Linked DNA regions of Mus musculus: region 1 is linked to region 2. The links are chromatin contacts, called in public HiChIP or PLAC-seq maps. All regions are on one chromosome and are shown on one strand. Each heading gives the region's core, a stretch centred on a gene start, on an enhancer-like site or on the middle of the called end of the contact. The rest is flanking DNA. Distances are from core to core; before and after follow the strand shown.

Evidence for each region. HiChIP or PLAC-seq counts read pairs in DNA pulled down with a chosen protein or histone mark.
Region 1: a FOXA1 HiChIP or PLAC-seq map of pancreatic cancer cells shows a contact between it and region 2. The contact joins the promoter of 4930556I23Rik here to the promoter of Cnnm4 in region 2. A contact is called at or near these places in 1 of 39 promoter capture datasets (embryonic stem cells) and 1 of 115 datasets of contacts at active chromatin or transcription factors (pancreatic cancer cells).

The regions. Positions count from the first base shown.
Region 1 is chr1:37,613,140-37,615,937 of GRCm38.p6, forward strand. It overlaps 4930556I23Rik (a long non-coding RNA gene), which reads left to right and starts at 1,368. Exons shown (of 2, transcript XR_373329.1): 1 at 1,368-1,428; 2 at 1,760-2,234. Cracdl (capping protein inhibiting regulator of actin like) reads right to left here. Exons shown (of 10, transcript NM_028096.1): 8 at 1,342-1,529; 9 at 198-342.
Region 2 is chr1:36,470,299-36,472,998 of GRCm38.p6, forward strand. It overlaps Cnnm4 (cyclin M4), which reads left to right and starts at 1,299. Exons shown (of 7, transcript NM_033570.2): 1 at 1,299-2,700. The coding sequence starts at 1,395. It overlaps Gm33454 (predicted gene, 33454), which reads right to left and starts at 1,471. Exons shown (of 3, transcript NR_168706.1): 1 at 1,164-1,471.

The sequences.
Region 1 (2,798 bases), core at 118-2,617, 1.1 Mb after region 2:
TAAATTCCTTCTCAAAAAAAGGGGGGGGGGACTACATTAAAAAAACACTGCTCAACATGGCAAAATGATTCAATAACACAAACTCCAATCATAGGAAGAAATATATATATGTGTGTGTGTATGTGTAAATATATATATCTGTGTGCGCGTGCATGAGTGTGTGCCAAAGTATTTGGAAATAAAAGCCAGTCTCATACCCAAGTTCTGATGGGACAGTGAGATTCCTCTCTGTAGCCCTTCCTTGAGGTTCAGTTTTGACCCCTGCCTCTGGGTCACAGCAGGCTTTGCAGGGGTCATCAGGAAAGATTTGCTCCGGACGAAGTCACCCTGCTTCACAGACTCCTACGGAGACACAAAATGACAGGTGCTGCCCAAGGATAACAGACTCAGAGTGGGTAAATACTCCAAGTGTCTTAGCTACAAAATGTCTCTTCCAAGATGCACCCTGCTGCTGGCACTTTCTGGAAAGGGGCTCTGTGCACCGGCATCACCCACCAAAATGCCAGAGCTGACTTGTGCCAGCCTCCTGCAGCCCACGTGTGCATGGTGGCTCCTTGCTTGCCTGGACAGCCCAGTCTCAGCCCCAGATGGTATAGAGCGAGGACTCTATGTGAAAGCCGTAGGGAATGGTTTTATGATACACACTATATGGCAGCAGCTGAAATGGGCTAACATTTCGCACTGTAATTTCCCCTCCTCAATGCTACATACAGGTCTTCAGCTGTGTAGACACAACTGAGGATTGCATTAGCAGGAAGGGAAGCAGGTCCTATTGCAGCGCAGGCTCCCTTTCCTAGACAGCAGAACCCCATTTATTGTACTGGTTAGCAGAGGGTGCATCAGCACAGTTGTTGGGGTTGGTGAGAGCTGTTTTCAGTTGAATACAACATGCAACTCCAGGTTTTGGCTGTGCAGCCCCAGGTGAGGGAAAAGGGAAGCCAGCAGGCAGCAGCCAGAGCAGGCTTCATTTATCATCACACAAGGGGCTGAGGTGGAGCTGGTGACCATATTAGCGTGTGTCTGAAGGGAGCCGTTGTTTTAACTGTCTTCAATTTTTTTCCAGAGGCTGAGCTGCGTTGCCTAGGAGGCCAGAGCAGCCTCGGGCGCCACTGCATTTCTACCAGCCCACACAGGCAAAGAGGCAGCTAGCTCCATCACGGGGTCCACAAGCTGACGTACTGCCTTTGCGCATGTCAGCCATCACGGTAGGCACGGCATCTCTGTGATGTTCATGCAGGACCTCTGTGAGCACAGCGGTACCTGCTCCCACCACACCCTCACAAGATCGCTGCCCTCCTCACCCCACCCCCACCCCGAACGCCACAGAAAAAGAGTGGTAACCTGGGCTCTCTCGGCCACCTTGGCTTGCTTCCCAGTTTCTGTCTTTAGGATCCTCGACCCAGGTTTCTCTTCCTGGTTGACGGGCAGGTCTGGGGCTCCTCTTCTCTTCTGCCGGGCCATGGTGATCCAGGGTGGGGTGGGTTGCCCATCAGCCCCAGGACCTGTAGCCGCAGGAGGCTGACCCTTTTCTGTGATAAAGGCCAAGAAGGAGCAATGTTAGGCAGATAGTCCCACTCTCCCCTTCAGTCCCACCCACAGCTTCTCTCCCATACAAGGTGTGTTATATTGCTTTGCTTGGTTCAGGGGGCTGAGGAGTGGTAGGATTGAGGAGTAGAGTCTCAGAGAGACCCCCACTTCCCATTCCCCCCTGAGCCAAAGCCTCTCTTCAGCAAACTTCATTTTTTTTTTTCTTCTATAGATGTCTCAAATAGATTACCTCCTCTGGTCTGAGCCGCCAAAACCACAAGATGCAGCTGCCACCCCAACCTGTGCACTTTGGAGCTAATTTCTACCAGGGCCTTCTCTCTGGGAGGAGCTGGAATGTATGCACAGATAGGATGCCTTTGATAAGAGTCTACATTTGGGACCAGCCACCCGCCCCCACTCCGGATTTACTTGACGCGCTAAAAACATTCCCTTTGTGGGACGTGATGCCATTTCTACAACCATCTGTCTTCACCTGACACAGGAAGTTGGGGCCTGCATGGTTAACACCGGCTGTTTTTCTTCTCCTGCTCTACATTCTTTTAAAGGGCCCTCTTTGCCCTCTCCTGCCATTTCTTCACTTAGTGACCAGGAGCTCCCGCAGAACTCTTCCTGTGTCTCACCCTCACTCCCATCCCTATCCCAGAGGCAGCTACTCTCTTCGAAACAGACGGAACATTTTCTCAGGGTTTGAACTTTATTTTCTTGGCTAACAACATATTCCTCGAACAGTTCTGATAAGATTAAATTCACAACCCGAGGAACTTGCCATTCCAGTTTGAAATCAGAGCAGAGAAGTAGCTTGTTGAAGGCCAGGCCAGCCTCTCTCACCTCCTCAAAGCTCAGTGCTGGGTACTGAGCACTCTGTCACCTCTTAGCCCAAAGGCACAAGACATAGTTCTGGTAAATTCTTTATAACCTGCACTTGGATAATTTCATCTGAGCCAAAAGATACATTTTTAAAATGAGCATAAAGAGGGCTGGGGGGCCCAGGGAGGAGGGCTGGGGGGCCCAGGGAGGAGGGCTGGGGGGCCCAGGGAGGAGTGCCGGCTGCTCTGCCTGAGCACCTGAGGTTGAGTCCCAGCATCCACATGTGGCTCACAACCATCTGTAACTCTGGTTCCTCGGGTCACGCTGCCTTCTTTGGCATCGGTAGGTAGACACACGGTGCACAAACACTTGTACACGTAGAGTTAAAAACATTCAAACGAGCAGAAAAGTTATATGAGACTGCCTCTAAGGTGGTTTGGCAA
Region 2 (2,700 bases), core at 49-2,548:
ACCCCTCAGTTCATTTCCACAAGCAGCTGCCTCAGCTGGCCAGTCACCACAATTTGGGGTTAAGGGTATGGTCCTGAAAGAGCAGGCAGCAACAACTATTACTACACAGGCAAAGACTATTCACAGAGAGTTGTTATGTCATATTCGGTGTGTAAGCCAGTTGTTCTCACGTGCTTAGCCAGGTGATGCTGTGTTATCACTCTTCCTGCCGTCAAATTAAAAACTAAAACCATAACTAAACAATAAAATCAATCCAGGCATGGTGGTGCATATCTGTAAACCCTGCACTTGGGAGGTAATGGACATAGGATCGGGAGTTCAAGGTCAGCCTCAGATTTGAAGAGTTCAAAGCCATATCGGGCTATGTAAGACCTTGTCTCAAAAAAAAAAAAAAAAAAAAACAAACAAAAAACAAAAAACAAAAACAAAACAAAAAAAAAAAAACCAGTCATTCTTACCGCCATTTACAGACAGGGACTAGGATTAACGGTGAAGATCTGAAAGGCCTAGGATTTTGTGCCTAGGTTCAAAATTTGCATCTGTAAGAAGTAAAACACTTAGTGTTCCTGTGTGTGTTTACTTGCTTATTGCGCTCCCCCTCCTGCCCCCGTATGGCTTGTCTTGTTTACTGCCATTTTTCTGATGATAGGCTGTAAACTAAAGATGTGCAAGAATTTTGGCTTGTTCATTGCCGTATCGTTAGAGTATGAAACAAGAGTACATGTTCAATGAAAACTCATCCCTAAATAGAAATGACAGGTGAAAAACCTAGGTCAGAGCCTGGTCCCTCAGCACCTTAGGGGTCTAGACAGAACCGAGGAGTGGGCTGGGGGACTTCGGGGGCAGTGACAACCTATTTCTGGCATTGGGTCAAGGTCAACGAAAATCCCAGAAGTAAGGAGGCTGTAACGCCAGCCTGAACCCTCAGGTTCCCTTTTCTTTTTCTAAACCAGGAAATGCATTTTTCTCGCTGTGCCCGCGGAGAAGCACCACCCGCCCCAGAACGGAGCGACAGAGTGCAGGGGACCCGGAAGCAACCGAGCGCGTGGGGCTTGGGAGCCGGGCTCCCTAAGGAGGAGCGCGGGAGAAGCCCGGTGCCGCGCGGAAGCTTGGCTGGGCGCACCCCCGCTGCGGGCTCCCGCGCTCGCCCCGCGCCGTTCTACCTTAAGGGCGCAGACCTCCTTAAGCCGGGCGCGCGAGCCGTGGGTAGGGGCGGGACATCGCATGCAAATAAGGGGCGTGGGGCGGCGGGGCGGGGCGGGCGGGGCGCGGTCTGACGTCAGGTCCTCGGCTGGGGCAGTTGGCGCGGCGGCAGCGGAGCGGCAGGAGGGCAGGAGCGGAGGCGCCGAGTGAGGCGCGCGGCGGGGCGCGGGCAGCGGCGGGGCCGGAGCAACATGGCGCCGGGGGGCGGGGGCGGGCGGCGGGACGGCTGGCCGGCCCGAGGGCGCCTCCTCCTGGCTGCGCTGCTGCTGCTATGGACGCGGGCGGCCAGCGGCCAGAGCAGCCCCCAGCAGAGCGTGATCCTAGGCATGAGGCTAGCGAGCTGCAACAAGTCGTGCGGGATGAACCCGGATGGCATCATCTTCGTGTCCGAGGGCAGCACGGTGAACTTGAGGCTCTATGGCCACAGCCTGGGCGATATCTCCAGCAACCTGATCTCCTTCACCGAGGTGGACGACGCCGAGGCGGTCCACAACTCCACCAACTGCCTGGAGCTCACCAAGGACTTAGTGGTCCAGCGGCTGGTCAACGTGAGCCGCGGGAACACGTCGGGGATGCTAGTGGTGATTACCAAGTTCCTGCGGAGGAGCGAGAACATGAAGCTGTACGCGCTGTGCACCCGGCCCCGGGCCGACGGGCCCTGGACCAGATGGACGGACAAGGACTCCCTGCTCTTCATGGTGGAGGAGCATGGGAGGTTTCTGCCGCTCTGGCTGCACATCCTTCTCGTTATGGTGCTGTTGGTGCTGTCGGGCATCTTTTCTGGCCTCAACCTGGGGCTTATGGCCCTGGACCCGATGGAGCTGCGCATCGTGCAGAACTGTGGAACTGAGAAGGAGAGAAAGTATGCTCGCAAGATAGAGCCCATCAGGCGCAAGGGCAACTACCTGCTCTGCTCGCTGCTCCTGGGGAACGTGCTAGTCAACACCTCCCTCACCATCCTTCTAGACAACCTCATCGGGTCTGGCATCATGGCAGTGGCCTCCTCTACCATTGGCATTGTCATCTTTGGGGAGATCTTACCTCAAGCCCTGTGCTCCCGGCACGGGCTGGCTGTGGGTGCCAACACTATTGTTCTCACCAAAGTCTTTATGCTCCTCACTTTTCCCTTGAGTTTCCCCATTAGCAAACTCCTGGACTTCGTCTTAGGTCAGGAGATTCGCACTGTTTACAATCGGGAGAAGCTGATGGAGATGTTGAAGGTGACAGAGCCCTATAATGACTTGGTGAAGGAGGAGTTAAATATGATCCAGGGTGCCCTGGAACTAAGGACCAAAACTGTGGAGGATATCATGACCCAGCTACACGACTGCTTCATGATCCGCAGTGATGCCATTCTGGACTTCAACACCATGTCGGAGATTATGGAGAGTGGCTACACTCGCATTCCTGTGTTTGAAGATGAGCAATCCAATATTGTAGATATCCTGTATGTCAAAGACTTGGCTTTTGTTGACCCGGATGACTGCACCCCGCTCA